Regions from separate parts of the Mus musculus genome. Here regions 1, 3, 4, 5, 6 and 7 are each linked to region 2. Evidence: chromatin contacts called from public ChIA-PET, Hi-C, HiChIP or PLAC-seq and capture Hi-C data. All regions are on one chromosome and are shown on one strand. Each heading gives the region's core, a stretch centred on a gene start, on an enhancer-like site or on the middle of the called end of the contact. The rest is flanking DNA. Distances are from core to core; before and after follow the strand shown. Region 1 has its middle 6.1 kb from the start of Gm41248. Region 2 has its middle 31 kb from the start of 4933431J24Rik. Region 3 overlaps Uggt2 (UDP-glucose glycoprotein glucosyltransferase 2). Region 4 holds the start of Abcc4 (ATP-binding cassette, sub-family C (CFTR/MRP), member 4). Region 5 holds the start of Dnajc3 (DnaJ heat shock protein family (Hsp40) member C3). Region 6 has its middle 8.6 kb from the start of Gm22379. Region 7 overlaps Dzip1 (DAZ interacting protein 1).

Region 1 (2,799 bases), core at 113-2,612, 620 kb after region 2:
GACTAGTATCTCTGAAGCTACAAAACTTTACAGACTGCTCAAAGAGAAAAACACACCTAACATACTAAATACACACCTAACATACTGCATGGGATGTTTCCCATAGCCCCTAACAGAAAATTTAATTAAAATATTATTTTTCTGCAGCCTAATGGTCGTGACCACAGGACTCTGTCTGACCACATGTTCAAGTGTGTTCATCACTGCAGCATGATTTTGTTAGCATTTCCCAAAGAAGATAATTCATATCTTCTCTCTAAAAATGCTTTAGCTGGGCATGGTGGTGCATGCTTTTAATCCTGCCACTTGGGAGGCAGAGGCAGGCAGATATCTGTAGCTTCAAGGCCAGTTTGCTCTACATAGCAAGTTCTAGGACAGTCAGGGCCAGAGAGAGAGAGAGAGACAGAGAGAGAGAGAGAGAGAGAGAGAGAGAGAGAGAGAGAGAGAGAGAGAGAGAGAGAGAGAGATCCTGCCCCAAGAAAACAAACAAACAGATAAATTGTGTGTGTGTTCTCCAATGCACATGCTGTACACAGCTCATGTGTGTCCAGTGTACATGCTTGTACACAGTTCATGTGTGTGGAGATCAGAAAACCATCTCGAAGGATCAATCTTAGGTCACCATGCATGGTGCAAATATGTTTACCCGCTGCACCACCTCACCAGCTCCATTCTATATCTTCTTGAGGTGCAAAGAGATTGTTCTTGGCTTCTTTCTTTTAGAAGTGTTTGATGATGTAAATTGGATTCATAGAGTTTAATTGGTATTTTATATAAAAATAAATTAAATTCAAAATCCCCCCAAAAAACAGAAATGCTGATCTGTGTTCCTCTCTATATTGCATAATAACCCAGTGTCTAGTAAAAATAAGGGCTCTGTGGGTTCATTTGTTGGATGGGTGGATTTATTTATTCATGAATAAATTTTTATTCATGAGTGAACATATTTATTCACTCATTACACCTCGTCTTCCTCTTGAATTTTATCTGCCATTTTCTTTATTCTTTGGACTTAGTAACACTTCTTGTATCGTTTTTTCAATAAAGGAGTTGAATAAATGCATATTGGCCCGAATTGAAAAGAGAAATAGAAGCAGACAGAAAATCTCTAGCAGATTGAACCGAAAAAAATCTCCCAGTGAGTTGCAAATTAATCCAGGCAATGCTCCGGATGTTTTGGATGAGGGAATTGTCCCAGACAGGTCACAGCGTCTTACTAACCTGGATTTGCTTAAAGGACGATTCCTCTAATCCAAAGCTTCCTGGGATTTTAATTAAATTACTAAACAACATGCAGAGCAAGCAAAGTTTGGTTTCAAGATGACTTAGCAGGACGCCTCTGGTTTGACCCTAAAAACAAAGACTGCCCAGCCCAGTGAAAAGATTGCATCGGGCCAAATGGGGATGAGTGCAAACAAGCTGACAGAGGTTTCTATTTACTGTGATAACCGAAGCAATAAAAGTGTGTACTGAGGGCTACTCTTTTTATTTGGGGGTGAGGGTGGGAGGGGGAGATGGCTCAGTACGCCAGCTTCTTCTGCAGGGGACCCAGGTTCCATTCCCAACAACACATGGTGGCTCGCTACTGTCTGTTAACTCCAGTTCCGGGGGGATTCTCACGCCCTCTTCTGGCCTCCGTGGGTACTGCACTCATGTGACACTACATAAAACTAAACAAATCCTTAAAATTTGAAAGCTATTATTCTGTTGTGCAGGTGATGTCTGTATGGGTGTGTATGCCAGGGCACATGTATGGAAGTCAGAGGGCAGGTTTGTGGAGTGGGCACTCTCCCATCCTGGGCTCAAGGGATCAGACTCACGTGACCCAGCTTGTGTGGTAAGCACCTTTACCCACTGAGCCATCTCACCTGCCTTGAGGGTTAAAGTTTAATTCTGCTCCCTTTAAATATAAACTACACTGCCATTGCCACTCCAGGCAGACTAACTTGCTGTCTTGTCTCCTCTCCTTTCTTTCTTTTCTTACTCCACTGTGAGGCTCTCTCCTGCCTTGGGTACCTGTCCGTCACTCCTACAGAGCCCCTAACTCTTCTGTTCCTGCTCTTTTCTGTCCTGCTGCACTTTAACAAGCCTCATGATGTCATGCACATGAGCAGCCGAACAGCCCTTCCAGCCATTCCTACGACAAATGCCTACTAGGCATCTTCTATATGCATTAAATCTTCTTGTTTGGGGTGTAGATCACTGAAGAGAGAGTCGTTGTTTCTGGGCTGCTGCTGCTGCTGTTGTTATTGTTGTTGTTTTGGAAGATTCCAATTTGGAATCAGGATAGAAGCATAGAAGTCAGAAGAATAGATTATGCTCGTATATGCACATTTATACACACTGTATATGCCTGCTATGTATGTATGTGTAGTTTAGGTGCATTCGTATCCTTCAGCAAAGGTGATTAGGAGCCTTTCAAAGGAAGGCAGCATACAGTCAATGAATCTATAATTTTCTTTTTCTGCAATGTCTGTCTGGTTATCATCTCAGGGCAATATTGGTGTGGTAATTTGAATTGTGTATGGGTGGTATCTACACCTCAGAAGAAGGTTTATGAAGTTGGTTTGTTTTTTTGTTTTTTTTTTTCATTAAAAGTCATTGGTTTGTTGACTGTGGATCCCATTCCTTTAATAGAGCTGCCTTGTCTGGCCTCAGTGGGAGAGGACACACCTAGTTCTGCAGTGACTTGATGTGCTGGGTGGGGGGAACTCAGATGAGAAGGGGACGGGAATAGGGAGAGGGGCCCTCTGAGGGGAGGGGCCAGGAAGGGGGCAGGATGCAAAGTGGATAAATAAA
Region 2 (2,898 bases), core at 360-2,859:
CTTACGCATACATGTAGCATACATTCACACAGATACATAGGAATAAAATCTTTTCAAAGCTATATCTTTAAGGTTTTGCCTCCTGTATCACTTAATATTTTAGATTCGTTGCCACAGACTGCTCCAGCATACGGCTGGCTAGCAGTCAACGAGCTGAGATCCTTCATAATCAAAGGCGTTGAGATACGCTAGAAGGAGCATGGCCTTGGTTGCAAGGCAGACCTAGTTTCTCTTGACCGTTCCCTCTGTGATCTCTCTAGCAACGGTGTGTGTGTGTCTCACAGAATCCAGTGAGACCTGAGAGATGGGCTCTAATGTCACTAACTCCCAGGACTGCTGTAGGGGTTGTGGACGGCGTTGCCTCCTTGGCTCTGTGCTCAGATATATAGAGCCTAAAGGGTGTACAGAATTGTGAGTGAACCCAAGGTTATTACTAATCTACCATTCATGGAGATAAAATTTAAATGGCCTGAGATGAAATGTTTGTTTTAAATGATCATACATATGTGATTAAAACAGAAGGTAGGTGTGGCTGGAAGGCATTCAAGATTCTGTCTAACTTACACACGACTGAATTCCAACTTACTCCCACACAAAGTAAACTTTTACATCTCTTGCCTAGCCTGTGAGCTTTATAGATCTTTGAAAAGATTAGTGTTTAAGACTTACTCAGAAGCCAGTTTTTTTTAAAAAGTCCCCCCAGGGGCAAGGTAGAGTGAATAAAGTTGGGCTTATTTATTTATTTATTTATTTATTTATTTTTGTTAGTTTTAACATGGAAACTGTCTTCTTCTTGGGTACACCATGCATGTTGTAATTCACATTCGTCATCAGATTCGTGCACTGCGATCAATTTTATTTTATTCTCTAAAGGTGTGGGGCTTTGTGGGCATAAATGACTTTCAATGGTTGTGAAAGTTTCTCTTACCAAGCTTACAGTCCTGTGATACAGGTTTGAACTCTGTCTCTGACAGTTTCTCAGAAGTGTGTATTAGAGAGTAGGTCATGAGGCTAGCCTGAGAACTGGAGACGGACCACATTCCTGCCAGAAAGAATTCAGGTTTTAAGTGCAGAGCAAACATTACAGATTATGACTTCCATTTAGATTTTGTTACTTTCTGAATTATAAACGCCCTTCCCAAGAGCGACATCCCTCTGCCTGCTCTTCAGCTTCTGAGAAGTCATCTCCCAAATCTGCCATTTTTTCATGTTATCCAGTAAGCGGCTTCACGGGACAAAAAAAGTCACTGCTTGCTCTCAACCTGATGTCGCCCCCACCCCCACCCCACCCCACCCCACCCCAGGGTTCTGCTTTAAAGCGGGCGGGCGGGCTTTATTTCCTGCCCTTTGTCTTCTCAAAGCTCCTCCTTGACTCTGTATCACACTGCTGCTTTGGTGTTTCTGATTCTTGATCGCGCTCCACCACCGGCTCAAGCTTCCACTGAGTTTCAACAGCTGCGACATGTCTAAACTGCATTATCTTGCAACTGTTGGCTCCGGTGAGAACGAGAAAGGAGCCAAGTGACTAAAACAAAACATTTCACCGGGTTCCTATGGATACGCCCTGCCACCAGGAAGCGCGCGCTGGGCGGGGCTGACTCCTTCAGCCTCCGATGGCCTCTTCTGCGTGTTGCGTCCTTTGAGCATTCTGTAATGAGTGCCCGGGTAGAACCAGAGAATCTGATGACTGCAGTCACAGCATTAAAGGTGTGCCTTTTCGCCTATAAACCCACTCTTAAATAGGTTATTGTGTTTGAAGTGATTTACTACAATCGTTAAGAGACAAAATATGAATATTGAACAAGCGTTGTGCAAACCAAAGTGGGAAATGGTATACATTATGTAGCAGAGTAATCAGGAAATCACGAATATGCATCCCAATGAGGGTGAAGTCGCAGGGCAGATTGGAAAGACTTTCTTTATTGCAGGTTGAACCTGCGCAGAGCCCAGCACCGGTGATAATGGTGCTTGCGTTCCTTTGCATCTGATTTTTAGGGACCTCCGTGTCACTGTGGCTTCCTCTATGTGTTCAGGTTTTAGTTTTAATATATTTGCTTTGAGTTTGGCTTTGTCTTAGTGAGAAAACGCTGCAAGACACAAGTGTAAGCGTGCTGGATGCCCCTGAGTTACTGGTGGCTGGGGCGGAGCCAGGCAGGGAATAGGCTGTCCTGGAGGGAAGATCAGCTTCTACGTCACTTTAAAGGGAAATGCTTTTAAATCTCCATACACATGGTGGATTTTTTTTTTCTGGGTGTTTTCTATAGTTGGCCTTTTCTATGAGCTCTTCCTGCATAATTTTTTAAAATAAATTTTTGCCCATAATACATATGGGAAATATATGTCCTACTTAGTCACTAGCCGTTCAGTTCTGCATATAGAGGAGAAATGTAAAGTTTTTGTGTTGTCACCTATATGAGTATGTCTTTAGTGTTCTTCAGTACTATAATATTTCAATTATATGTATATTTTACTCACTAATTCCAGGATTTTGTGTTTTCTTTTTACAATTAATTATTTTTTTTAACTAAAAGAGCTGATGATTTTATTTTCACATTTCACATTTCACAATATAAGTGAAAACTGCACTTTTTTGTATTATTTCTCTCTCCAAAAATATTCAGTTAGGAAGGGAAGTTTCCTTTCCATGCATCTAGTAAACACTCAGGCTCAGCACCAAGAGCTCCTGGTGGAACAGAACAAGAAATACAAAACCATCAAGAGCGCTTCTGCTCTTATCTGTCTGGCCGGGTCATGCCAGGCCGGGTGGGCACCATCATAGGGCGGGCAGGAGGTCTTATCATGGGAGGCCCGGGCATCATGGGCATGTGGCCTCCCATGGGTGGTCTCATCCCAGGAGCTGGTCCCACGGTCATCATTCCGGGCGGAGGGGGGGCCCAT
Region 3 (2,943 bases), core at 242-2,741, 830 kb after region 2:
AGACACTCCAGAAGAGGGAGTCAGATCTTGTTACAGATGGTTGTGAGCCACCATGTGGTTGCTGGGATTTGAACTCCTGACCTTCGGAAGAGCAGTCGGGTGCTCTTACCCACTGAGCCATCTCACCAGCCCCAGCATCTTAATTCTTTTCCTTTCCTTCCTCTGTGGTTCACAAAGAGTTAACCAGCTTAGCCAGAGAGGCTTCTGGCTGCTGACTCACCAGAGTAAGGAGCCCAGCAATAAATTTTTGCATTTAGTCCCCTGCTGTTCTACAATGAGGTGATAAATAGTCTCTGGCCTCAGAGCTCAGACGGCAGTGGCTTAGACTTCACCCAGGCAAGGGCCCTGCTCTCTTCTCTGCCGTCTTTTCCTCCCGGTTGGCTTTTGTTTCCAGGTGGCCTCATTCGTGCTTCTGCACTGAGCTCCTCATCCTCCTGCCTCACTCTCTGCAGTGCTGGACTTAGAAAAAAAGCTGCCCCCATCTCCACTCCATGCTTATCAGCAAATTCTAATATAAAACCTGAAAATACACCTTTGTCCTTGATATGTCGTTTATATCCTGTGAATTCACTTTATATACACGAACACTTAAGTATTCCTGCATTAGAAATTCTGTACACTTGTCAAATATTTTCATGATTACTGATGACAAATATCCTGAAATGAGCTAATAATTCTATACATACAGATTTGGAAATGAAGGTGGCTTTTCATTATCTCCAGCTAAATTTAGAGCCTTTCCTAAGTAAGTCATGGACAGATGGAAACTTGATGGTTTCACTGTTGATGGTGGACGCAGGAGAGAAGGGCCACACTCACCACTCACCGCTAACCTTCCCAGCAAGTCAGCAGCTAGAGGAAAACCCGTGCATACCCGCGCAGGTGCGCGGAACCCGTGCATACCCACGCAGGTGCATGGAACCTGTGCATACCCGCGCAGGTGCGCGGAACCCGTGCGTGCCCGCGCAGGTGCGCGGAACCCGTGCGTGCCCGCGCAGGTGCGCGGAACCCGTGCGTGCCCGCGCAGGTGCGCGGAACCCGTGCGTGCCCGCGCAGGTGCGCGGAACCCGTGCGTACCCGCGCAGGTGCATGGAACTGTTTTTATAACGAATAATGTACACATGTCTTAGTTTTACTTGCCAAATTATACAATAATAATAATGGCTGTTTCAGATAGGAACTGCCATGTTGTACGCAGACGGTACTTCTTGTCACACTTTCCCGTCTGCGCACGCTCTGCTAGTGTGTTTTTAAACTCCAGGTTCTTAGTGGATATAAAAAATGTCGTGTCGTGTATGTCTAAAAACTAACAGTGACAATCAATGAGCAATGCAAATCCTCATGTTCATGTTCAGTTAGATGCAAAGCAAGCTTTAGTAAAAAGTAATCGCTCTTGTTACCTGGTCAGCATCAACAAATATGACTTTGTCCACAGCCAGTGGGAAAAGGACATCAAGGAAAAGGATTTTGTAACCCCAAATGATTCGCTGCTTGTCAGTCTGTTGATGAAGCCAGTGGGGCCACTTATACTGCACAAGCTCATACTGGAATCCATATTCCTTAGCCATGTGAGGAATTACCTCCTAGACACATATAACAAATCAAACAATACATTTTAGAAGAAGCTTACTATAAATCATTATAAAGAAACTGAAAACTGCTTAAATACTATTCTAATAAACTTGTTCCCAAGCTGAAAGGGAGTGTGTGAAGGAGGAAGGGGAGGGAGCGGCAGCAGACGTGTCTGTTGGAGGAAGTACGTCACTGGAGGCGGGCTTTGAGAGTGTTGAAAGACTGCTTCAAGCTTGTGGCTCAGCCTCCTGCTCCAGCTCACGCCCACTGCTTGCTGCCTTGCTTCCCCAAACAGACTCCTCAGGAACTGAGACAGACAGGTAGTTAGGCCAATGACCTTCTGGCTGGAGGGAGGGCCTGGCTACTGTGAACAGAGCAAAGCTACAGGCTTACACCTGCGCACTCACCAGTGTTTATGTTATGCACGAAAGCACCGTACGAAGAAGAAACAGAGAGAAAAAGCAAACCAGAAAGGAAAACCCCGTTTTGAAGAGGCATTACTTTTGCCATGAAGTGCTGCAAGGTTTTTATCCAGAGAATGGTTTTTCTAATTAGTGATAGCATCTGCTAGGACGGATCCTGTATTGTGTCATCTCAGTCCATGTGTTTTCCACTCCCATGCCCTATTTGGCAAATACACATTTAAAAACCTCACATTGAAAAGGGAAATGTTTTCAGAGATTACAATGGTAACAAAGAAATTAGTATCAAGCTTTAGCCACATTGTAAAATAGCCATGTGCTTACTTTAAATGTTGGCGAGAGGTAATTCTTCAGAAACCAGAACTTCACGGGAGTTTCGGTGTTCCGCAGAACAGAAAGCATCATAATCCTAAGTCAAAGGACATGGAGACAAATACAGGGTAACTTATATTCAGAGGCCTTTAAATGATGACTTATGAATACACATTGTGAAATATGTAGAGGTAAACTAAAACACCTTCAGACATTATGGCTGTGACAATAGGCAGTGCATAAGGATGTAAGGGTGCAAATATCACAGAGCCACTGTGTGATCAATACAAGGCTTTCAGAAGAGAAGGGACTGGTGCATTCTGGGACTCTGCCATGTGGTTGCTTTACCCAGGCCTTTCAGTGAAGGAGAGAGGCGCGCCCCTGAAAGTGCTCTCTAAAGCACCAGGATCAGAACTGAAATATCTCTGAGGCATTCTTTGTGGTCCTTTATATAAACTCTTAAAAATATTCTTTAAATTCTGAATACCATCTTCTTCTTCTCCACTGACTTCGTTCTTTTTCCAAATATGATATTCCTTCATGGGAAAGGAAAATTTACAATATATATTTTTTCTCATTATCTTGTTAAATTCAACGCATTTCTAACATTAATTAAAACTATTCTAAATCAAATCAA
Region 4 (2,700 bases), core at 197-2,696, 530 kb after region 2:
AGCTCGGGAGACCAAGACAGCCCACCCGCTCTGAGTTATGTATTTTTTTTTTAAATTCATTTCACCACATTCCTTCTTCCCGCAAGCTCCTCTTGACCGAGTGTCCAAAATCGGATCCTGCACACACTGCATCAGCAGTTAAAAACAGTAGTAAATGACTCTGAAGCTCCCTAGGTTTTCACATTTTAAAAAGGTAACATTAGAACGTGAGGAAGATGAAATGGCGGAGGTCAAGGAATAAAAACTATTCTTGTTAGCCAAGCGTGTACTAGCCAGCCCAGGCTACTAGGCGGAAAACTACTTAGGAATGTCATCTATCTAAACCTCTTCACCTGTTTCCTACAAAAAGAGGGGTGGGGCGGAGACCAGATCAGGGAACCCATCAGTGGTTTTAGGCATGGAAACCTTGACTCCTGTCTCTGAACACATCTTGGTAAGACCCCCAACAGGCTTCCGAAACTCATTCCCAAGAGGGATATGGCCATCAAAGGCAGAAATGAAAAGTCCATCTAACAGGGGAAAATGTACTCCACTATGGCTGCGTTTCTGTCAAGAGGAAAACATCATGTTGATCTTGCTCAAGAGTAGTGTCCCCATTCGTAACTAAATAAAACATCGTAATAAAGTGACCTTTTAACTCACAGCCATACTTAGGTACTAGGACACACACAGAGGGGCCAGAAGGAGAGACGGGATCCTAGAAGTTAAACTTCCTTACACACACACACACACACACACACACACACACACAGGCAATCAATGGACCTGAAAGATGTCTGGTAAGGTGTTTCAGAAGGCCATGGGGACAACAGAGTTTGGCGTTCGCCCAGAACTCTAACTTCAGCTGCTTTTTGATAAGCCCATCTGTTCACTGCTGCTTAAAGAGAAATAAAGAGGTGCAGTTTGGGTGAGGGAGTTGTGCAAGCCCTGAGCCGGGATGGGAAGCTAGCGAAGGTGGGCATACAGAGCCCGCCCTCCAGGGCACCCCCGCACCTCCCATGGATCCCCACGGTTTCGGGTGGGCGCCACCTGCGTCTGCCACCGGTCCCCGCGTGCCCCTCCTGGAGGAGAGCGGCACGGGCGTGGGGTGCGGGCGGGGACCGCAGGCCGCGTGGCGCACGCGCGACAAGGAGCCCGGAGTGTAAGGCTGTGCAGGAAACGCATCCTCCGACCATCAGGGACCGGCGCTGAGCATCGGACACGCGGCTAAGCCGACGCGGAGCATCTCGTGGACGGAGGAACGGGCCCGGACCCGGCACTCACCAGAAGAACACGCGCGAGCAGAGGTTGGCGTCCTGCAGCGGGTTGGGTTTCACCTCGGTGTGCACCGGCAGCATCTCGCCCGCGGTGCGCGCGGCCGGGCGGCGGCTCCGGGAAGCGCGGGTGAGGATGCTCGAGCTCCGGCCTCGGCCGGAGCCTCGCAGGCAAGCAGCGGCTTCCGGGAACCAAGCGCCGGCCCGCCCTGACCCCGCCTCTCGGGGCTCCTCGGGGCGCCCGCTACGCGCTGTCGCCGCCGCCTCCTCGAGCCTGGGAGAAGCGTGTCGCGTGAGAGCGCAGGGGGACGGCCGCTGGGGAAACGACAGAGACCAACCGCGCGCAGGTGACCGGGGGCGGCTCGGGGAACGCGGAGCCGGGCGGGGAAGCCGCACGTGCTTGAGACCCGTTGCAAACTTTGCCGAAGTTTAAGATCAGCACCCAAGCACCACCCTGAAGGTGGCGGGGGCGGTACCGGCTGTGCCCGCCCCCGCGCTCGGAAACGCCCCCTAGGCTTTGCGCTCCTGGAGATCTGGTGAAAGCCGCCTGGCTTTGCCTGCGGTCCCCTGGCATGCTGCCCTCATCAGGACCAAATAGGGTGCTGTGGGAGATTGTTCCACCTGCAGGCCAAGAGTCGGACCTGGAACAACAGCAAGGTTTATCAGATTGCCTTTGCAGACCTTAAAGCCGTGAAGACCGTCAGGCCACCCGATATTAGGACACAAGGATTTGGGGAGATGAATAGAGTGCTACCATTTCGGACGGCTTCTTGACCTTTCCTACATTGCTTGGCATGGCGGACCTGTGTAAGCAGTTGGCTGTCCTCTTAGATTAGGTAAGGGAAATCAGATAATACGCTGCCTGGCATGTTTCTTTCACGGAGCCCTGAGAGGCTCCCAGAGGATCCGTGGCAAAGGGAACCGATGTTACAGGACACCTTGCTGTGCCTTTCTATAAGCCTACTCCGCTTCTAATTTACTTTTCGAAATGGTTATTACTATTTTACTGAATAAATTCAGACTCAAAAGATCTAGCTTGTCCGAGATCTTAAGGTTAGTGATGATGAAATCTGACTTGTACTCAAGCTGGCATAAGAAGTGCCAGGGTGCCCCGACACAGTGAGGAAGGTATGGGTCCTGGCTCGTGGACTAGTGTTCACAAGCCCAGGGTTCTGGCGTGGCCGTGTTAACTGCCTCTGCTGCTTTGGTTCACTTCAGCGCTGGGTAAGGAAAGAAGAGCGGTTTCGAATTCATGGCCCTAGTGACAATTTCACCGGTCCTTTTGCTGTGAGAAAATACTCTGACCAGAAGCAGCTTGGATAAGAAAGAGTTTATTTCAGGCTTACACTTGCAGGTAATAAACAGTCTATCACGGAGAGAAGTCGGGCCCAGAGCTGAAACAACAACAACCCTGTTGGCCTGTTGGTGCTGACTCCAGCCTGCAGTG
Region 5 (2,756 bases), core at 98-2,597, 760 kb after region 2:
TTGTAAGCATGAAGTAACACTAAGGTATCAAAAGCTTTGAATAACAAACCCACGTTATTTAGCGATGTGTAAAACGTTGCTGCCATATAGTGTCTGTTCAAACAGAGCAGCTATGGGCGTAACCTACCTGATTAATTTAACGACAATCTTGTCCAAGTTCTTATGTCTTTGAATGAAATAGGCACAGTAAAGAAACCCAAATAGACACTTGGTGGGTGTATAAGAGAAAAGTTTATTCCAAACTAAGGTCATTGCTTGGGAAAGCAGAGGGCTAATACTGAAGACTGAGCAAGTAATGGGTAGGGACTTTGTTATGTAGGGTGAGCTAAAGGCACTGGAAGCATTTTAAGGATGCATCAATAGATACTTAGTCTAGGGCAGGAAATAGCCCCAGAAACCATTAAGCCAACCTAAAAAAAAAAGTGATTCTGGAAGTTTCTTTGGCGAGACTGAGAGGACTGCGGATTTTAAGAGAGCCACCCAGACCAACTGTGAGACTTGGTAGAATGGCTCTTGCATCTCTGATCCACTAGCAGACCTCAATAGTGTCAGGTCCCCCAAGAAATTCCTTTCCCCCAGGTAGGGCATCTAGACAAAAGCCAGCATTCCCTCGGGGTGGTGGTGGTGGTGAAGATAGTTCCTACTTGCTAAGTGGAGTTATTCTCCTATCTCTGGGAAAAGGGACATTTGGCTCTTCCATTAACTTATGACAGTGGGGTCTATTAGCCCGTCAAGGTCCCATATAACCCAGAAGATAAATCCCCACCATCACCCCAGCCCGCGCAGCGCTTCTCTCTGCTTTCCCGAGAGACAGCCTTCGCAGTTTGGAATAAACTTTTTTTTTCCCCTTTTCACCCACGGAGTGGCTATTTGGGTTTCTTCCCCCATTTCATTCAAGAAGTCCAGTCATCTCTCTCGGACGTCCCTGGAGACTTCCTGAGACTCTCTGGCCTTACCAGCCCAGGCGGCGGCGCCTTATCCCCCAACACTACCCGAAGGAATCTGGGCTCGCTCCAGGAACCCGCCGCCCCTGCCAAGCCAGCCCGCGAGGCCGGCCCAGAAGGGCTCTAGGGCCCGCGCATGCGGACTCGGCGGCCGCAGCCCGGCCTCCCCAGCCTCTTCCTCCTCGGCGCTCGGCGGCGGTTTGGAGCCCGCTGACAGCTCCACGACCAGCGGACGCAGCCTCGTCTTGTGCTTCCACGTTATCCTATCAGAGGCGGGGCGGGGCGCCAGCCCCCACAACCAATCAGCGCCAACCACGACCCGGGCGAGCTGGGCCGCTCTGTGGCCAGAAGGAAGGCGATTGGGCGGCGGCGGCGCCCGGGGCGTGGCTCCGCGGGCCCCGCCTACCGCTGTTTTCCGCCGCCGGGCGCCAGCCGCCGCTGAGGCCCGAGCGCTGACCGAGCGAGCGAGCGAGTGGACGGGGCGCTTCGCTGCGGGCTGTTGGCCGCGCGGGCTGCTGGGCCGCGCACCTTCCTGCTCTTCGGCTCAGGCGCCCTTGGACATGGTGGCCCCCGGCTCGGTGGGCAGCCGGCTGGGCGCGGTGTTCCCGTTCCTGCTGGTCCTGGTGGACCTGCAGTACGAAGGTGAGTCCCGCCCTGCTCCCGGGGCGGGCTTCGGGTCCCGGTCCCGGCTGGGAGCGGCGCTCCGGGGCGCGAGGCTGGGTCCGAGCCCGGTTCCGGTTCCGTGGGCTGAGAGGCGGGACTGGCGGGCCGCGCGCGCGAGGCCGGTTTCGGCGGCCTGGGCCAGCGCAGCCGGGAGTCCGGCGTCCGGGGGACCCTGGATCGGGGGTGCCGGGAGGAGGCGAAACGGCGGCATGCACGGGACGGGTCCCGGTTCCGGAGTGGCGGGCCAGGGCCCTTTCCGAAGCCAGTCCCATTCCCTCACGACCCCGCGTCGGGCGCGCAACTTAGGCTGGTGCCTGGAGAAGCCCACCTCTGGGCTCGGAGCTCCCGGCGCCTAACTTGCTGGGCTGGCTGTGGCTTCACAGTTCCCAGCAAGGCGACATTCAACTTTGTCCCCCCACTGACGTTACTTTTTCTAGTCATCGCAAAAAAAAAAAAAAAAAAAAGTCTCTTAAAAAAAAAAATAGGGAGCGCTTACGTTTCACCCTGGGCTCCAGACTGGAATGTTGGCTACTCCCAACAGAATAGCAAAAAATAGAGGCCTGTCCTATCTTGGGTGTCAGAGCGGGGAGGAGTTAGACATTGAAGCCCCAAATGCCCACTGAACTTCCCAACTTGGTTACGGTGCTGTAGTGACATCTGTCCTGGGCACTGCTCTGTACTCATTCCTGTAAGTCTGGGGATAGTTGTCATGGAAAGAGTAAACAGTTGAATATTCCATTTGGAGGGACTGAGGAACTGAAATTGGGAACAGTTTATGATGAAACCATCATAGAAGTCTATGCGGGTTTCTTTCTTTCTTTTTTTTAAAGACATATGCTTAGGTTTTTAACCATTAAAGGTATGGTTTTTGTTGGTTTTGGCTTCCTGATCACCATACGTTCTTTGAACCCCAAATCAGAATGTGTACTGTGGCAATATTGAGACCAATAATTTGATGTTGGAGCCAGCCTCAAAAGTGAGGGGATTGGAATTTGAAGGCCTGGACCACTTTAGTATGGGTCATATGTTCTAACTTTCTTTCATTTTCTAATTCTTTCCATCTGCATTGATTGTGCCCAGTTATCATTAGTGACTTATTTTAGTAACTTAAGGGAAAGTTGTCTATGCTCTACTTAGTGTCGATTTAAC
Region 6 (2,700 bases), core at 111-2,610, 590 kb after region 2:
CCAGAGTATAAGACATGATGTTTATGTGCTAAGGAATTAGGATAGGGATATATTACATATCTTTGTTTTCCATAATTAAACCATTATGTTTCTGTAGGAGAAGAAAGTATAATGAAAAAAAATTACTGAGACCCATAGCACAGAGCAGTGTTAGATCTGAGCCATGGTGTTTTAGATAACCTTGCTTGCATTGTGTGGCTGGCATGCCAGTGTGTACAGAACACAGGATGTATTCAGGACCAAGGCTGAGGCGAAGTCCCATGACGTAACGGAAGTGAAGGTTGCCAGAAATACCTTAGATTCACAGCATGCTTGATTCGGGATTAATTTTTGATCATTGCATGACAGAAGCCCTTAACTCTCGCCAAATTTTCATACCCACCCACATGACCCTCACATTCTATGACCCTACACGGAGTCACCACCCCCAACATTGTTAATTACGTGTGTATTGTGGTACATTGCATCTCTGGAATGTTTTCGGTTTGCACGACTGAAACTCCGTTCCCAGTTCCCTCCATGCTCTAGTCCCTAGCAGTCGTAGTTATGCCTAGTCCCTGCAAGTCTGACTTTTTCAGTAAATGGAGTCATACATTTATCTTTTTGTGACTGGCATATTTCATTTAATATCCATTTAACACAGGACAGGACATCCTTCTCAAGGATGCATAACACTTCACTGTATGAATATACATGCCTTTTAGAAACACGTTTATTGTTCAATGGCATTTACATTGCTGTCTCACTAAGGCTGTAATGAGCAAACTAACCCCACAGTTTGGATAAGGATTGTACAACGCCTGCATGTTAGCTGATGAAAGCTGTTATGGGTGGAGCCTGGTGGAGGACTCCACATTTCACTTGGCGGTTACGGTCACCGGCAGAATTAGCCTTCTCCTGTCTATGCCCTTCCCTGGCACAGTGAGATGGGCAGCTGTCTCCATCGGGTGCTTCTGCAGAGACGTTCTGCCTCCATGGGGGCCCAAAGCAGGAATAAGAAGAAAGAATGTGTGGACTCCTCTAAAACCACGCCCCCAAGTAAATCTCAATTATGAAAATGTCACACATAAGACCAGGCTGTGGGCAAGCCTGTAGCAGGCCTAACTATGACTCTTGGATTCTAGGATCTTCGTTCTTATAACCAACGTAGTCTCTATCTACCCCTCTCCTCTTAGCCCATTTCTAAAAGTTTCTTCGTGCAAACTGTTTCTTGTCAGGTCTCCCCCTCCCCCACACCACAAAGCTGGGCTGTAGTCTTTCTCTTTTCTCTCCTCCCTTTCTCACCTGACTTTGTCAACCCAGACTGGTTCAATCCAGTGATCCTTCTGCCTCAACCCAAGGTTCTGCTTTTCCCTAAACCACAGCAGACTGTGTCACAGCTGTGACTCAGAGTTACAGTCGCAGCCTACAACACCGTTCAATGCCTGTGGTAGCTGAGGGTAGCTTTAAATTACCTCTGAAAGGTAAAGGATGATCTATCAATGACCTTTGCTGTGAAGCCCGCTGCTTCTGTTTGTTTATGGATATTTATAAGGGAGGAAGTGCAGTGTCCAGGGTGTTTTCTCTGTGGCTTCCCTCTTCTTCGTGATCAATCTGTTATTAGACTGATAACCCGCTGCAGCACCAGGGCAAGTGGGATGGCTGCTCTTGAGCACCATTCTCTTCTCTTTGATGAAGCACTGCTGGGAGGCACACTGGCTCCGGACCGTGGGGAAACCCCTGTCTTTAGGATATAACCCCACTGGCATCACTTTTGCCTTGGATACTCCCAACCTTGGAAGGACTGACCCAGAGTGTAGAGAACTGGAGGGTTCCGTGAAAGGGCTCCATGTAAGTCTATTAGACCATCGGTGAAGTGTCAGATGCCCTTCTACAAAACATGGTGTAAGTGTAAGGGGCTTTTCTGTGCGGCAGGAATTAATTGGGTGCCAAATGTAAAAGGGTGAGCTTTTCTATGCCTGCCCTTGCTTTGAATAATGACACAGAGACCTGGTATATTTATTGAAAACTTCAGGCACTGAGCTGGGCAGATTCTGATATTCTAACTGGACTGTGCTGGTCTGGACTATTTTCCAGCCACAGGGCATTCCTGCCATCTTGGTCTCCCTCTGGCTTTCCTCAGTCCTGCCCTCTTGGCATCTCTTCCCCCATCTGATACCCTCTGCCTTCTCTCTCTGGGCACAGAAGGCTCTCTTATCCTCTCCAGCCCAGACATAAGCTGACCAGCTCTTTACTGACCAGTCAGAAGATGGTGGACAACCGTGTTTTACAAAATCACGAAATGTCATGAAAAGCTTCATAATAATAACAACACCGGAGCCGGGCATGGTAGCACACGCCTTTAATCCCAGCACTCAGGAGGCAGAGGCAGGTGGATTTCTGAGTTCAAGGCCAGCCTGGTCTACAAAGTGAGTTCCAGGACAGCCAGGGCTATACAGAGAAACCCTGTCTGGAAAAACAAACAAACAAACAAACAAACAAAAATAATGACAACACCCAGGGCCAGGCTGCAGCCAGAAATCAGCATGTGACTACACAGTGCACAAACACCTCCCCCAACAACAAGGATTAGAGAAACCGGGGCGAAAATAATATCCTCCAGGTGTAGAGCGCTCAATTTGTGACTACTTCTCAACGACAAGATATTAAGTTTCTATGGTGTTCCAGTTCCTCCAGAGTACTGTGTACTTAGTAGTTGCA
Region 7 (2,700 bases), core at 57-2,556, 710 kb after region 2:
CCAAATAATTTATACAGACATACATAGGTATATACAAGCTACTATATGCACATATCCCCCGATATATTTTGCCTAAATAGCAAAGATCTATTGGGAAATACTAAGGCAATAACTTCTGATTTTATTATTTTAGTTTATTTATTTATTTATTTATTTTTAAAGATAGGGTCTTATATAGCTGAGGCTGGCCTTGAACTCTCTTTATAGTGAGCAGTGACCTTTAACCTTGATCCTGCTTCCACCTCCTACACGGTTGGGTTGTGAGCATGGTCCACCATGCCTGGCTGAGGCGGCAACAACTGGCCACTTTTTCAGGAACTCTCCGATTTCTAGGTATTCTCTATTAACTTCAATTATTTTTAAATTACATATTTCGAGGACTCAAGCCTCTCATGCCTTAATCTCTCGCTGACACATGAGATACAACTTAAAAAGTTCTTTCCCATGAGCCATCTGTTTAAAATACAACAGCAGAGATAAAGCCAAGTAGAAGCCAGACCGTCCGTCCAAGAGGGACGGATTAGAACTTCATAGCACACACCTATGCCTGGCCACCTGCTGGAACTCTTAACTTTTGGCTAGGAGAAGCTGGCAAAGATGAAAAGAGCGAGTAAAACTCGAGTGTGAAGCAAGAGCGGGTAAGCAGTCACACGGAGACACAATCTTACAGATATCCAAGGCCCCAAACTCCAGCTCTGTCTTAGAGAGCCCCCAGGGCGAGGCTACAGGCTGGAGATGAGCCTGGCCTTACAGTAGGGTGAAGTGGAGAGAGCTATCCCATCTCACCCAGGACATGAGTTGGAGACTGGGAAATACGATGCCCGGTTGACTTTTACCAGGGACATGACTTTTATCCATCTGCACAAGGAAATCTGCCAGGAGCTCTATCAAACCAAGCCCCATCCTGGGAAGGGATGAAAGACACATGGGGAAGGTGCTGGGGCAGGGGCCGTGGCGGCATTCGGGATTGAGGCACCGGCAACAGGCAACCATCAAGCTGGCTTACAGGATACACAGCTCACCCACCTGCAGCTCAGAGACCACAGAGCACTTTTCCTCCTGACACTCTTTCACCCGCCTCCCCCCCGTCACCCTAAGCAGTCAAAGAATCTCTAACTATGCTGTATATAAGTGCCAGGCCATCCACCAGGCCATCCACGCTCGAGGTCACACTCCTGTCCCTCACTGTGGGAAGGTTTTCGATCCAAGTCTGACTGGAAAATAAAAGGCTCGCATGCACGATTGCAGGGGCCTCCACAGTTCTTGAGCTCTCACGGGTTTCGTGCAGAGCTGGGGCATAACACCTTCCTACCACAGGAAGCAATAAAAGCTGAGAGTCCCTCTCAGACAAGACAAGCTACAAAGAAGCCTCTGAGACCAGACCAGAGACCATCAGAGCTTTCCAGAAGTCTAGAACAGTCATTTGGAAAAAACTCTAATGTGATGAGTTCCCTGCAGGCCGTGGAGTGTGCTCCAGGTTCCAGGCATTAGCGAGCTGTCGCGCATGCTCCCATGCACCCATGTCCCTCGGTGGAGCTGTTGCCTGAATCATTTCTGCTTCTGTAAGTAGCCAGCTCTTAGGGAAGAACTGTTAGGTCCACAGTTACCAATAGCCCAAGCTGCTCTTTCCAGCCTTGATTCTTTGGACATACTCTGTCCAAGCCACTGTCTCCATAATCCAGCTCTCCAATCCTTCATGCCCAGCATGATCAAGGACATCCAAAGGCTACGCATGTCCACAGAAACACCTCGACAAGTGGAGTCTTGTGCTTAGTCCTCCTTGAATAATCAGAACCAACATCTCCCTCAAGTCTCTTCTGTGTGCTCTGTGCTCAGCTAAGTGATTAGCTGTGCCACTACTATAGTCAGTGTTTGCCTGCTACATATTCTGCCCATTGTCTGCCCTACCTAGAATGCCATTCCAACACATTCATTTTTGCCTCCATGACTCAAATTGCCAGAGACTGACAACCCATATCACCATAGTCTATCTGTTCCCTTGTAATAACACAATGGCAACTATTTGGTTATTTTGTAGACTGCAAATTCCTTAAGGACAGACTTTGTTTCCATTTATTCCTGAGGCTGCTGCACCTGGCCTTGGCCTTGCACATGCAGGTTATGTTAGCATTCTGTCTAAACTCCACCCCATAGTTACCAGGCAACAACCATGTAGGCCTGACCCACTATAAAAGTGGCTGCTTGCCCTCTCCTCCCTCTCTTACTCTTTCTTCCCCCTTGCCCTCTTGGGCTCTTCCCTTCCCCTCTCTCTCCACGTGTTCATGACCATGGCTGGCCTCTACTTATCTACTCTCTCCCTCTCTCTGCCTTTCTCTGCTTCTACTACCCTCTTAACTCTTAAATATCGATTAATTAGCACTTTAGTTCCTGCATGGTTCTGTGTGCATAGGTGTATAAGTGTGTGTGTGTGTGCATGTGTGTGTTCATATGTTCTGTGTATGTACATCTGTGCATATGTCTATGTATGCTGTGTGTGTATGTGCACGGGTATTCATATGTGTGTACAATGTGTGTATGTGTGCGCATATGTTCATGTGTGCTATATGTGTATGTGTGTGCATGCGTGTGTGATGTGTGTGTTTGTATGTATATACATGTATGTGTATGCATGTATGTATTGCATGAATGTGTGCATGTATGTGTGTGCATGTGTGTGTTCTGTATGTGTACATTGTGTGC

The links. Hi-C and Micro-C count contacts between places; a contact is called where the count stands out from the background. ChIA-PET counts read pairs in DNA pulled down with a chosen protein or histone mark. HiChIP or PLAC-seq counts read pairs in DNA pulled down with a chosen protein or histone mark. Capture Hi-C pulls out chosen DNA fragments and counts their contacts.
Region 1: a contact with region 2 is called in a capture Hi-C map of embryonic stem cells, with 7 times the contacts expected there. The contact joins two enhancer-like sites. A contact is called at or near these places in 3 of 15 datasets of contacts at CTCF or cohesin (the G1E-ER4 cell line, embryonic stem cells and large pre-B cells), 3 of 484 Hi-C or Micro-C datasets (the G1E-ER4 cell line and cortical neurons), 6 of 115 datasets of contacts at active chromatin or transcription factors (bone marrow-derived macrophages, embryonic basal ganglia, embryonic midbrain and 2 more) and 1 of 9 other capture datasets (embryonic stem cells).
Region 3: a contact with region 2 is called in a Hi-C map of olfactory sensory neurons, with 2.3 times the contacts expected there. The contact joins two enhancer-like sites. A contact is called at or near these places in 2 of 484 Hi-C or Micro-C datasets (the HPC-7 cell line and olfactory sensory neurons), 1 of 115 datasets of contacts at active chromatin or transcription factors (pancreatic cancer cells) and 1 of 9 other capture datasets (liver).
Region 4: an HNF4G HiChIP or PLAC-seq map of pancreatic cancer cells shows a contact between it and region 2. The contact joins the promoter of Abcc4 here to the enhancer-like site in region 2. A contact is called at or near these places in 8 of 39 promoter capture datasets (the HPC-7 cell line, the SN4741 cell line, cranial neural crest and 5 more), 1 of 484 Hi-C or Micro-C datasets (the G1E-ER4 cell line) and 16 of 115 datasets of contacts at active chromatin or transcription factors (acute myeloid leukemia, bone marrow-derived macrophages, craniofacial prominence and 9 more).
Region 5: an H3K27ac HiChIP or PLAC-seq map of extraembryonic endoderm stem cells shows a contact between it and region 2, with 6 times the contacts expected there. The contact joins the promoter of Dnajc3 here to the enhancer-like site in region 2. A contact is called at or near these places in 5 of 39 promoter capture datasets (the HPC-7 cell line, HPC-7-derived erythroid cells, cranial neural crest and 2 more), 1 of 484 Hi-C or Micro-C datasets (CD8 T cells) and 1 of 115 datasets of contacts at active chromatin or transcription factors (extraembryonic endoderm stem cells).
Region 6: a contact with region 2 is called in a capture Hi-C map of embryonic stem cells, with 4 times the contacts expected there. The contact joins two enhancer-like sites. A contact is called at or near these places in 7 of 39 promoter capture datasets (the C10 cell line, the HPC-7 cell line, cranial neural crest and 4 more), 1 of 15 datasets of contacts at CTCF or cohesin (embryonic stem cells), 13 of 484 Hi-C or Micro-C datasets (CD4 T cells, the G1E-ER4 cell line, cerebral cortex and 7 more), 13 of 115 datasets of contacts at active chromatin or transcription factors (bone marrow-derived macrophages, craniofacial prominence, embryonic basal ganglia and 10 more) and 1 of 9 other capture datasets (embryonic stem cells).
Region 7: a contact with region 2 is called in an RNA polymerase II ChIA-PET map of memory CD8 T cells, with 16 read pairs. The contact joins two enhancer-like sites. A contact is called at or near these places in 1 of 484 Hi-C or Micro-C datasets (the G1E-ER4 cell line) and 2 of 115 datasets of contacts at active chromatin or transcription factors (memory CD8 T cells and microglia).

What each region holds. Positions count from the first base shown.
Region 1 is chr14:118,802,854-118,805,652 of GRCm38.p6, forward strand. It overlaps a transcript of Cldn10 not described here. Among named protein-coding and RNA genes, the nearest start is that of Gm41248, 6.1 kb to the right of the region's middle. Within about 2 kb of position 1,363, at least 11 of the 459 cell types and tissues checked have an H3K27ac peak or open chromatin away from gene starts, as enhancers often do. A contact at or near this core is called in embryonic stem cells, where this site is marked.
Region 2 is chr14:118,178,877-118,181,774 of GRCm38.p6, forward strand. It overlaps the pseudogene Gm4674. Among named protein-coding and RNA genes, the nearest start is that of 4933431J24Rik, 31 kb to the right of the region's middle. Within about 2 kb of position 1,610, at least 213 of the 459 cell types and tissues checked have an H3K27ac peak or open chromatin away from gene starts, as enhancers often do. A contact at or near this core is called in CD8 T cells, the G1E-ER4 cell line, the HPC-7 cell line and 13 more, where this site is marked.
Region 3 is chr14:119,005,745-119,008,687 of GRCm38.p6, forward strand. Uggt2 (UDP-glucose glycoprotein glucosyltransferase 2) reads right to left here. Exons shown (of 39, transcript NM_001081252.2): 33 at 2,319-2,403; 34 at 1,401-1,583. Among named protein-coding and RNA genes, the nearest start is that of Dnajc3, 69 kb to the left of the region's middle. Within about 2 kb of position 1,492, at least 375 of the 459 cell types and tissues checked have an H3K27ac peak or open chromatin away from gene starts, as enhancers often do. A contact at or near this core is called in the HPC-7 cell line, liver, olfactory sensory neurons and 1 more, where this site is marked.
Region 4 is chr14:118,704,773-118,707,472 of GRCm38.p6, forward strand. Abcc4 (ATP-binding cassette, sub-family C (CFTR/MRP), member 4) reads right to left here and starts at 1,447. Exons shown (of 31, transcript NM_001033336.3): 1 at 1,264-1,447. The coding sequence starts at 1,337.
Region 5 is chr14:118,936,585-118,939,340 of GRCm38.p6, forward strand. Dnajc3 (DnaJ heat shock protein family (Hsp40) member C3) reads left to right here and starts at 1,348. Exons shown (of 12, transcript NM_008929.3): 1 at 1,348-1,586. The coding sequence starts at 1,505.
Region 6 is chr14:118,765,226-118,767,925 of GRCm38.p6, forward strand. No RefSeq gene overlaps it. Among named protein-coding and RNA genes, the nearest start is that of Gm22379, 8.6 kb to the right of the region's middle. Within about 2 kb of position 1,361, at least 21 of the 459 cell types and tissues checked have an H3K27ac peak or open chromatin away from gene starts, as enhancers often do. A contact at or near this core is called in the G1E-ER4 cell line and embryonic stem cells, where this site is marked.
Region 7 is chr14:118,891,880-118,894,579 of GRCm38.p6, forward strand. The region is part of intron 13 of Dzip1 (DAZ interacting protein 1); the gene reads right to left. Among named protein-coding and RNA genes, the nearest start is that of Dzip1, 32 kb to the right of the region's middle. Within about 2 kb of position 1,307, at least 20 of the 459 cell types and tissues checked have an H3K27ac peak or open chromatin away from gene starts, as enhancers often do. A contact at or near this core is called in memory CD8 T cells, where this site is marked.